3 separate regions of the Mus musculus genome follow, and regions 1 and 2 are each linked to region 3. The links are chromatin contacts, called in public Hi-C maps. All regions are on one chromosome and are shown on one strand. Each heading gives the region's core, a stretch centred on a gene start, on an enhancer-like site or on the middle of the called end of the contact. The rest is flanking DNA. Distances are from core to core; before and after follow the strand shown.

Region 1 (3,615 bases), core at 1,012-3,511, 910 kb before region 3:
TGAAGGATGCTACTTAGAAGGCCAAGCTTTAAATGCCTGTTGCTTTGATGCTGGGCACCATCTACTTCTCTCTTGGGTCAGTCCTCTCATGTCAAGAGCACAGTTAGGCTGTCTATAGAGAGGCCCACAGAGTGAGGCATTCACATAATCTCAAAACACACTCTTCAGCCTCATCTTAGTCTTGGAGGATGAGAGTCTTGGCTAATGTCTTGACTGCAGTCTCGTGAGACACCTTGATTCAGGGACACCCAAGGAAGCTGGACCAAGATGATCTGTCCAGCGAAGCCATTGGAGAATAACTCCCTTGAGAAACCAATACCTACATATGGACCTTTCTTATCCTCTCCATGAGTGTCCCTCTATTGACTCGTATGTAAAAGATCTATATTCAAAACGTGTCTAAATAAATTTTGATTCTGCTTGAAAGGAAATCCGTGGGAGAACGAATTGTGTGTTGCTTGAAGAACTGAGCTTGTGAATGACGTTATGAAGCAAGATGGAACTTGCTTCCCCTAGTCAGACTTTGAGTCCTTCCAGAGCAGAGCTATGCCTTCTTCCCTACATGTGGCAACATCTGGCTGGGTGGCTGCCACAGAGTTAATATTCTAGACCAAGAAGGCTTCCATTTAAGAAATGTTTATATGAACTCAGGTACATGGGCATAGAAAATGGGCATGATAATCAGAATTTATTTACTAACTAAATAAGCAATTTAATTTAAAACTGTTATTTGATACATATAGAATTTTGCCACTCATTAAACATGAAAGCAAATTTGCATACCAACTTGGTGAACATGTATGTCTATTTTTACATAAAGGACTAAATCTTGGCTGAATGTCTGATACCGCAGAGTATTTCTATAGAGCATCTTCAGTGTTTTTCAGAGTTCATAGGTCATTTGACTTCATAATCTTCAATGCTGAGAATACCACCCCGCATAAATTCATACTACAAAAGTGGCAGACATATGATCAGGGTCCTTTCAGACATTGTTTTCAATTGTACCCTAATCTCAAGCCAAAATTCATTGAAAACTTGTTTTCACAAAACTAAAGCCAGCCAGCAACTTAGAACAGTAGTTTTTTCTTTTTTTTCTGAATTAAATGTTATCACATAATACAACTCAAAGACAAGCTGATTTGATACATTCTAAGTTATGCTGGTGGGAAAATATTAAGGTTGGTTTATTTGTTTGTTTGGCCAGGAAATGTTACTATAAGAATAGAAAATGATATGCACATTAAAACAGCAGAGTGGACTTGAACCTGAGCTGAGATATTCTGTGCAGTGTTCCTTAATGTGTCCCGGGAGCCGTGCTGGGAGCAGGGCTCTGAACCGTGTGCTGTGGCGAAATCATGTGACGCACCTTGGTTTGCTTGTGGGTTTGATACGGAATTAATTTTCGGTTGTCAGTGAGTTCAGAAACCCTTCCCTTTTACGGTTTCCTTGGCTTTTCGTGACCTCCGTGTTTAGTGATTTGATCTATAGTGTAAGGAGCTGTGTTCTAGGACTTGGAAGGAGGAGGCATGACGGGACCCACATCTCTTATAACAAACCCGATTCTCTGTGTGATGTGGAGTCCAGTTCATTTTGCACTGTGCCTGGCAGAGAGTTTGACTGGATTTAATTACCATGACCTCAAGGGTCTCAGAAAGAAGCTCCCTTCTCCTGAGCCCATGGAAGGTTTTTGGTGACATAAGAATTATGAAGATGACAACTTAATACATCCGACTGGCTAAGGAACAGAGATGACTAACTTGGACCCATGAACCCCCCCCCCTTTTTTAAGAGGTGAGGATATCACCAGGGGTCACAAGCAAAATGCGATCCTGCACCCCTCCCCTGCCCCAAGAGAGGATTTATTACTTTTTACTGGAACTCCAAGAAGATCATAATAAAAGGGGGGAGGGGGACGGGGAAGAAAAAGGAGAGGGAGAAACAGGAAAGGAAGAGGGGGAGGGGTGGAAGAGGGGGAGAGAGAAAGGAGAGATACTGAAATTGGAATTGAAGATCTTCAATCTGGAGAAGATGGGGGTGGGGGTGGGAGGCGTTCCAGCTGAGTGGGGCCTTGCAAATTCAACTTCCCCTGGCACCATTTCCTGCTACGACTGAAAAGTCTAGAAACTACACTAAGGGATTTTTTTTCCTTCTCTTTTTGTTACTTTAAAAGCAAAATGGAGTTTATTACATGTTGATTATGTTAAATTAGCCACTGCCTGTCCTCCACCCCCATCCCTTCCCCCAAGGGATGTTGAGCAACATCCTGAGGAGGAGAGGCTGGGTGTGGACCTGGGCTGTGTCTGGCCTTCTGCTGTATGTAGTAGGTGAGGCTCGATTTCTGTGACCCCCATCCTCCAAACACATCTCCCCCTTCAGGATCCAGCCTGTGACTGTTAATCCTGCCCAGCTTCATCCTCACCAAAGGGCCAATTAAAAACAGAGGCGGCTGCTGCCTATGAGTGCCGTCAAGTCAGAAATATGTGGGAGCTGTGGAAAGCTCTTCAGGATCCAAAGGGTTGAAGCCGTGATGGTTGAACGATTGTCTGAGGAACTTACATTCCAAGTCACCAGAGGCTCCAATCACACCACAAAAGTGCCAGCATATGTGTGTGCATGCTAGCAGGCTCCACAACAATGGAACATGATTGAGAATCTTGCTATTATTATTATTATTATTATTATTATTATTATTGTCAAGTTTGGACTAGTGTTTTCTCTATATGGAGAAGTTGAATGAGGATTTTAAAACCTGATGAGGAATAGATTTGGATTCTATAGTCAAATTAAATGCCAACAATCAACAGAAAAATCTTAATAGAAACAGACAGTTGTGAACTCCTTCTCGTGAAGATGCTCAATTAAAAAGGCTGTTATGCCAAAGTGTGTGTGTGCACACGTATATTTCTCTGTGTGTGGGGTATGTGCGTGTGTATTTCTGTCTCTATGTGTGTGTGTTTCTGTGTGTGTATATGTGCATGCATGATATATATATATATATATATATATATATATATATATATATATGTACACACATATGTATATGTATGTGTATGTGTATGTGTATGTGTATGTGTATGTGTATGTGTATGTGTATATGTGTGTCTGTGTGTTTGTGTGTCTGTGTGTTGCCTGTCTGTCTTTCTGTGTGTGTATGTGTTCAAAAATACTTAACCAAGAGTTAGCCCTTCCTACCTGTTAGGTAATGAGGCATTAGCATTAAAGCAAGGCATGCACACTTCCTGAATTTGCAAGTGTGTGCTATAGCCTCAGGTAGCATGGTGTCTGGTTATCTATAATACACTGAGAAATGGCATTTACAGCAAGCTACTGAATCTGTACCTAATAAATCATTATCTAATCAACGTCTATCCATTCTGTGGGCCAGAGAAAAAGAGGTCTGAAGGCTGTGTTGGTTACAGAGTGACTTAAACAATCCTGAAGACTGTTTAGTGCTGGCCATGTTCTGTGTACCTTGGGCGTCTCTGCCACTCACTGCTATAGTCAAGGCATTGGTGTTACAGACTGTGTCCATCTTACAGAAGGGAAAGCCACGGCACAGAACAATTGATTGCGACATTTGACACCTTGTCAACTGGAAGTCTGACTCTAGTC
Region 2 (3,864 bases), core at 750-3,249, 700 kb before region 3:
ACTTTCTCTTAAATATTCCTTACTTTACAAATAAACTGCATGGGATTTCCTTACATGATGAACTTCCATAGTGCATTTAAGGATGGCACACCACCAGCTTCTAAAACACAAGTAATCTTTTTGTTTGTTTGTTTGTTTGAGACAGGGTTTCTCTGTGTAGCCCTAGCTATCCCTGGAACTCACTCTGTAAGCCTCGAACTCAGAAATCCGCCCGCCTCTGCCTCCCGAGTGCTGGGATTAAAGACGTGCGCCACCACTGCCCGGCTCAAACACAAGTAATCTTAAGGATCCATTTACGTAGCCAAATAGTTGCTCTTACTGTGGAATGTAAATGGGGTTGGCTCACCATTTACAGATCTCACAGTGACACCCCCCCCAACATGGGTGCTGAACCTCGAACCACTTCAGTGGGCACCTCTCAACCAGAATTCTATCCTTCACCCCAATACTGAATCAGAAGCCCTGGGGTATAACGTCTAGAATCGCCCTTTAAGCTACCGAGGGACTTTGGGTGAGAAACAATGACTCAGAAGTCTGGATGCATCAAACCCAGCATTCTTTGGAGGAATGAACTGAGGACTTGGAAAGGTACGCTGTGCAGAAAGCCACAGCTTGTGAGCACCACAATAAGCTGCAGAAGCTACGTCCTTGTGTCCCTTGGTTCCTTTTACACCAATTCAAACTGTGTTTCGTTAAGTTGCACTTACGTCTTTTCCAAATGCGCACCTGCAAATTAATCTCTCGTGTACAGGCGGGGAATAATACAGTCAGTGCCTACGTCTTAAAAGTTTCTGTGAGGGTATTACTAAGATAAAACTCATTATTTAATGTATTTAACAAGGTACCTGGAATACCACACTTACTGGCTAGGATGCAAAACCCACACACACATACACACTAAAAGCCTGCCTTCTTAACTGAAAAGGATTTCCTGGGCCACTGCAGTTATAAACCCATGTTTAATTCTGAAAGTCCAAGAAGACCTTAAATTCAAGGGTAAGATTTAAATTCATAATATCTACTATCTTCCTTTGCCAGCCACCACCTACGTCTGCAAAAAGTCCAGAGAATAATCACTCTGCGGTGACCTAACTTCATAAACCAGCCCGATAGTTGCATTGCTCTAGAGACTCATGACAGCGATAATCTATTCTGACAAAACGCCCCTTGCCCCTCAACTGGTGTTTCTCGGGCGCCCTACGGATGGATAACCACTAGTATACAGAACCCTTGGCTGTAGCAAATGGCCTCTCAAAGCTTCCCGCTATCAGTGAGTCAAGGAGCAGCGTCATCAGGCCCAGAGGCAAACAACAGCTGCGCACAGCTGTGCTGGGTGACCGCTTTGGTTACCCGCCCGACCCCATTCACCTCCTAAGAAACAGAAAAATAGACAAGCGCCATCCACAGATCTCCACGGCGCACACAGTGTGGCCTACGAGCAGCTAAGGTTGACCCCGAAACCTCATTCCTAGGGAGCAAGGGTCAAAGGTGACCCCGAGTGACCCAGCAGGCCCTAGCGGCACAAGAAGGTTAACGACCCTCTTGTGCCGTTTTTTTCCCAGCGGCGAGAAGCCTCCACCAGCTGCCGGAAGTATGTCACCCCGACTGCGGGGATGGCGGGAGTTGTAGTTAACTGGCTATATCTCTTGCAATAATAGTTCAGTTTTATCAAACAAGTAAACACCCTGAGGCTCTGCAAAACGAACGCGCTGCTCGCTTTCTGCCAAGTTCTTAAAAAAATCCTGGTTTCCCCTGCTCCGCAGGACGCGTTCGTGCCCCGCGCAAGCGCAGGCTCGGACTACACATCCCAGCGTGCCTTGCGGCGCTCCCGCCGCGCCCGGCTGTAGTCGTTGGTGTGGGCCGCGTGAATGGAGCTCCGCGCGTGAGGCAGCGCCTGGCACGGCCCGCGCCAGCGCCTGTCTGGGCCCCGGAGCGTGAGTGCGGGTAGCGGCCGTGCGCGTGCGCACTCGCCTTCGCGCGCGGGCAAGCGCCCGACCATTGGCGCGCTAAGCGGGCGACCGTGCAAGGCGGCCCCGCGCGCCCCGCTGGCCGGTTGTTGCGGGGAGGTCTCCCGCCTGGCGCGGGGGTCCGCGCGGGTAGCCGTGGCGGCCGCCGGAGACCGCAAGGGGCGGCGCAGAGGCGGAACGGGCCGGCCGCGAGCCGCGCAGGAAGCGCCAAGCATGCCCCGCGACAACATGGCCTCCCTGATCCAGCGCATCGCTCGCCAGGCGTGTCTCACCTTCCGCGGCAGCTCGACGGGCTCCGAAGGGCCGGCGCCGGGCTTCCCGGAGAACCTGAGCCTGCTCAAGAGCCTGCTGACCCAGGTGCGCGCCGAGGACCTCAACATCGCGCCGCGCAAGGCGCTGCCGCAGCCGCTGCCCCGCAACCTCCCGCCGGTCACCTACATGCACATCTACGAGACGGAGGGCTTCAGCCTGGGCGTGTTCCTGCTCAAGAGCGGCACGTGCATCCCGCTGCACGACCACCCGGGCATGCACGGTATGCTCAAGGTGCTGTACGGCACGGTCCGCATCAGCTGCATGGACAAGCTGGACACGGGGGCCGGGCATCGGCGGCCGCCGCCAGAGCAGCAGTTCGAGCCCCCGCTGCAGCCCTTGGAGCGGGAGGCCGTGCGACCGGGCGTGCTGCGTTCCCGGGCCGAGTACACCGAGGCCAGTGGGCCCTGCGTGCTCACTCCACACCGGGACAACCTGCACCAGATTGATGCCGTGGACGGGCCAGCTGCCTTCCTGGACATCCTGGCCCCACCCTACGACCCGGAGGACGGCCGGGACTGCCACTATTACCGTGTAGTGGAGCCCATCAGACCCAAGGAGGCTTCCGGCTCTGCCTGCGACCTTCCCCGAGAAGTGTGGCTCCTGGAGACACCACAGGCCGACGACTTCTGGTGCGAGGGAGAGCCCTATCCAGGCCCCAAGGTCCTACCTTGAAGCTCCTGCCGCCCGGGGAACTGTGGGCCAAAGATGTACCCTGCCCTGCTCAAGAAAGGCCTGGCTGCCCTCTATCTTCCATAAGGGCTCTTCTCTCCGCCCCCTCGCCTGGACGATGGATTTACTGGAGTGACCAGCGCCACATCTTGAGGAACCTTGGGGAACACGGCCCACTGGAGTACAGCCACCACCGGGCACGGTTATGGGGGCGGGTGGGCGGAAGGCTAGGTTGATTCCTGGTATCCTCAGTGCCACCAAGGCTTTGATTTAAGGGAACCGGGCAGGGACCCTAAAGCGCTTCCATCCTAAAGCCATAATGAAACCATTTTTGTTTCTCATTCTCTACAAAATACACTAAGTAGTTTTGAATCCCTCTTCCCTTCGGTGACTCAGATTTGTTTTCTCTCCTGCCCACGATTGCTCCTTAATAGTTTAATTTATTACTGATTGTGCATGACCTTGAATTGTTCTTGTTTTCTTTTTTTTTTTTTTTTTTTTTTTTTTAGTTATTCGTTTGGTTAAAACACACACACAAACTACTCAGCATCTAAAGTGAGGAGTTCTGAAAAGACATCTTTCTAGCACTGGGGTTCACCCTCATAACTGTGCGTGTTGAGGACGATGTCTTTCCTCCCCTGGCTTGGTAGCCACTTCTGGTGTACTCAGGTAACCTTTAGTAAGAAGGTCACATACGCGAATTCTCTTGTCAGGCCCTTAAAGCTCGTCTTTCCCTTGGGTCTCAAGATCTGTCGTTTAAACAAATTTTTTTGTTGCTATTGGGGATTTGCCTTTAAAGCAAAGACGATTATTATCCTCAGCTGACTTTTTCCTTGACGTGCTTCAAAGATGATACAATAATTATGTGTTTTCTAACCAGACGATTCCGAGGAGCGGAATCTGCTATGCTTCCAAA
Region 3 (3,927 bases), core at 1,278-3,777:
AGTCAGTGCTGTTAACCACTGAGTCATCTCTCCAGACGTTTAAGTATATTTGTTTGCTTGCTTTTGTTTTTTTGAGAGAGTTTCTCTGTGTAGTCTTGGCTGTCCTGGAACTCACTCTGTAGACCAGGCCTTGAACTCTGCCTGTCTTTGCCTTTCAAGTGCTGGGATTAAAGGTATTCACCACCAGCCACTACAGTCAGTTTCAAGTATATTCTCGAAAGAACAGATTGACTTAAATTCTTTCATTGGGGTTTTGTTTTCTGATCACAGTCTTTTCTGAGACGTCTCTGAGTGTGTGAGCATGTGCATATGCATCTTCCTGCATCGGAGTGTACGATCACGTGGTTCTGTTTTCTCTGTTCTCTGCGGATACCCACCAGCATTAAAACCAAACCTTCCATTTCTCACTACTTCTGTGTCTCTGGGTTTGTTGCCGGCTCATTCTGATCTTTCATTTTCATCGTTTCAGTCTTTGTCTATTTCCAGCTGGGCACACTCTCCCTGGCCTAACCTCTTACTTCACCTAGACGGCAGCTTTTCAGTTCTCTGACAGGGTGGTGCTGCAGACAGCTCTCTGCATCCTCCACGGAGGGAATGGCTGACTGGCACTGCCCTGAACTCTTCGTAGAGAAGACCTATGACCATCTGTACAACGGGATTGTGTTAGTAGAGGGTTTTTTTTCTTTGTTTTGTTTTGTAAGGAGTGGGGTCTCAGTCCATGCTAAGCATAAAAGCTAGTTTCCATTCATGACGAATAACAACAACTTACCAGGCATGTGTCTATAAGATGTAGACACATCTTTCCACCCCCCCAACCAGAAAGGTAGTTACTGCAATTCCACTCTATAAAGGAAGATCATCACCAAGTTAGGAGGATTCTTGTAAAGTTACCCAGTCAGGATACTCCAACATACTATCTGAACCTACCGTTTTTTTGGGGTGTGTGTGTGTGTGTGGGTGCTTTCCAAGCCATTCCAAAGGGCTTTTCTCTGTGCCTAGACAATTCCAAAGGGCTTTTCTCTGTGCCTAGACAATAGGCGAGTAACTATTGCCACATTTCAAAGAGCATCGGTTCTTCAAAAATGATTTTTCAGCTATGCAAAAAGTGTCTGCAAAAGCAGACTCAGCCCTCATGCCCGAAACTATTTTAGGAGACGAGGACCTGTTGTTTATTGGGAGAAAAGCTGGTGCAGAATTTTGAAGGACTCTGTTGAAAATAGATGGATTTGTAAATTGTAGGCAGAGGAAGGACTCTTGTCTTTTTTTTTTTTTTTAAACAAGATTGAATTTTGCCTAACTCAAGGGAAAGCAATCTATACTTGATTAGTAGAGTGCAACATTATGCTTCACTTCCAGTAAAACTTAAGTGATTTGGTTAGCAAAGGATGTCTTTTAAGTTCTGCAAGAGCCAGAGCGTCAGGTGTAGTAGCTCAAAGAGTGCTTGCTGAGCATGCGAAAAGCCCTGGGTTCCATCCCCAGCACCACGCCACCAAGCGTTGTGGTGAAGCAGGTAATCCAAACTCTTGGAACACTTTGGAGGTGAAGGCAGGAGGATTAGAAATTCGGGGTCACTCTTGGAAGCTATCCCACAATACGTGAGACCTTGTTTTGAAAAAAAAAAAAACAGTAAAGTTGCATATGAGTTAATTAGTTATTACAACCTGAGGGTCAGGGGACAGAGGCTAAAGAGTTCTAGGAATCATGAAACTCAGATCAGATGTATGGGAGAAATGAGGAACGTGCTTATTAGCTGACGAACGTGCTTATTAGCTGGCATTTGAGACAGACACCCAGCATTATGTAAAGAGCAAAACCAACCAAATGAACAAAATAAAAATAGGGTGTAGAAATAAAGGGGTAAATAATAACGGGCGTTAGATGGATTGTCTTGCATTCTACCTACAGCTGTCCCTTCCACCTCCTAAGCTTCTGAGATCTGTGCTCTCGCACAGATGGCAGAAGCTTTACCCTGAAGATTTGACTTTGCTCTTTAGTTTGCTGTGCTCCCTAATCCGTTCCTTCCGTAAACGCCCATTTCGAAGCGCTTTCTAAATTTGGTTTGCGCGCCCCCTACTGGCAGACCTGATTATCATTCTCAATTGCATTTGAGCATTTCAGCGTTGCCCAAAAACCTCATGACATTTGCTAAGAACCAAGGAAACTTTGTCTTTCATTTGATACGCTTTTCGGACAGCCAGAGGCATCTGCCTACAATTTGCTTCGTGATTGTTCGTGATAACAACGCAATGCAGGGCAAATTAAAATGCACGCCTAGCAAAGCTGGTATTTTTTTTGGTAACTAACTGCTCTGTCTCCTTGAATAAAAGTGACCTCTCTTCCTACTTTCGAGATTTTTGTTTGTTTGTTTAAGGTTTGCTTAGTGCAAAATTTAAAGCAGATTAAAGAAAAAAACCAACCGACTATATTATAATTTATTTCACAACCTCCTCCGACTCTGTCTTCAGATGTTAGTCTGTAGCCGCACATGACAATGACTAAGACATCATCAGCTGGGCTGGGGTGCCAGGAGGAAGCAGTTTCTATTTCTGTCTCCATTTTTCTCCTCACTGTTTGAGTAGGTCACGGGTTGGTGTGTAGACAGCAACTCTCCTTTTGTGCCTGTCCTGGCAGCAATGAAGGCAAGCTAAAGAAGCCCTTGGGGTCCCCCCTTTGGCTATCAGACTGTTGAATCAATGGTCTTCAAGAAACTGGAATTTCCCCAGAAGTCTCATGCTGGGAAAAGGGAAGAGCTACGAGCCTGGTGCCCCTCAGAGGAGGGGTTTGCTTTCCTGAAAGAGATTTAACACAGTTTAAAAAAAAGATTCCTTTTGATGACTTCTTTATTTTATTTTATTTTATTTTATTTTATTTTATTTTATTTTATTTTATTTTTCATGTGCATTGATGTTTTGCTTGCATGACTTTTTGGTTGTATGAGGTCCCCTGCAACTGGAGGATCAGACAAACATAAACTGCCACATGGGTGCTGGGAATTGAACCAGGGACCTCTGGAAGAGCAGCCAGTACTTGTAATCTCTGAGCCATCTCTCCAGCCCCGAGATTTAACGCAGTTTGAGAGCTTATCAGATCACCTCCCAGGGCAGACTGCATCTGAGCTGATGGTGGCCTGGACCGGGTCTTGACCAGTATTGCTTGCCTCTAGCCCTTGATTTAAACAAACCTGGCTAGAACCTGTTTATCACTGTCTGTATTTACAGTCGGAACTGGGAATTGCTCTATTCTTTTTTGTCGCTCTATGCTATTTGAACACTAAGCTGACTGTTACCATCAGAAGTGAGTATCAGGCGATAGGGAAGTGGCTTAGTCAAGTGCTTGCCTTGCAAGCATGATGACCTGAGCTTGACCTCTAGAAGCAACGCATCCCCATGAAACTGGTATCTTCTGGGAATCTCATGATGGATGCTTGTAATCTCAGTACTAGGGACGTGGAGATAGCAAAAACCAGGCTGAGCTTTAGGCCAGGGAGAGACCCTGTGTAAAAAACAAGTGTGACTCCTGACAGACAAGTGACTGGGGGCTGTCCTCTGGACATTTGAACATTTATACACATGTACAAACACCCAACCACATGCAGTACACACATGTACACACACACTGGAACACACATGCACTCCTGTGCACATATGCATGTGCACACATATGCATGCATGCACACGCAAGCCCCAAAACACATGTGGACACACATACACATGCAGCACACACACATACAGGCACACACATGCATACATAGAATGAATGTCAGATGTCATGGTCTCCATCATTTTTCTCTTTTTCAAGGAATGTGGTTTCTTATTTGAATTTCATTTTTCTGCATAATAAAATATATTAAGTAAAGAAAGACCCCATAGCACATGCTTTCACCCCAGAATGCAAATGACCATTAGGCGTAGTTCATAAAAATGAATA

The links. A called contact is a pair of places that touch in the nucleus more often than the background predicts.
Region 1: a Hi-C map of pre-B cells shows a contact between it and region 3, with 3 times the contacts expected there. The contact joins two enhancer-like sites. A contact is called at or near these places in 1 of 15 datasets of contacts at CTCF or cohesin (large pre-B cells), 3 of 484 Hi-C or Micro-C datasets (CD8 T cells, olfactory sensory neurons and pre-B cells) and 2 of 115 datasets of contacts at active chromatin or transcription factors (embryonic basal ganglia and fibro-adipogenic progenitors).
Region 2: a Hi-C map of LSK cells shows a contact between it and region 3, with 6 times the contacts expected there. The contact joins the promoter of Ado here to the enhancer-like site in region 3. A contact is called at or near these places in 5 of 39 promoter capture datasets (the C10 cell line, embryonic stem cells, hippocampal neurons and 2 more), 5 of 484 Hi-C or Micro-C datasets (CD8 T cells, LSK cells, Th1 cells and 2 more), 8 of 115 datasets of contacts at active chromatin or transcription factors (the NIH/3T3 cell line, astrocytes, bone marrow-derived macrophages and 4 more) and 3 of 9 other capture datasets (adipose tissue, embryonic stem cells and liver).

What each region holds. Positions count from the first base shown.
Region 1 is chr10:67,759,272-67,762,886 of GRCm38.p6, reverse strand. The region is part of intron 1 of Gm40681 (a long non-coding RNA gene); the gene reads left to right. Among named protein-coding and RNA genes, the nearest start is that of Gm40681, 17 kb to the left of the region's middle. Within about 2 kb of position 2,261, at least 38 of the 459 cell types and tissues checked have an H3K27ac peak or open chromatin away from gene starts, as enhancers often do. A contact at or near this core is called in pre-B cells, where this site is marked.
Region 2 is chr10:67,547,090-67,550,953 of GRCm38.p6, reverse strand. Ado (2-aminoethanethiol (cysteamine) dioxygenase) reads left to right here and starts at 1,999. Exons shown (of 1, transcript NM_001005419.2): 1 at 1,999-3,864. The coding sequence starts at 2,181. The coding sequence ends at 2,951.
Region 3 is chr10:66,851,526-66,855,452 of GRCm38.p6, reverse strand. No RefSeq gene overlaps it. Among named protein-coding and RNA genes, the nearest start is that of Gm31416, 19 kb to the right of the region's middle. Within about 2 kb of position 2,527, at least 144 of the 459 cell types and tissues checked have an H3K27ac peak or open chromatin away from gene starts, as enhancers often do. A contact at or near this core is called in CD8 T cells, LSK cells, the NIH/3T3 cell line and 5 more, where this site is marked.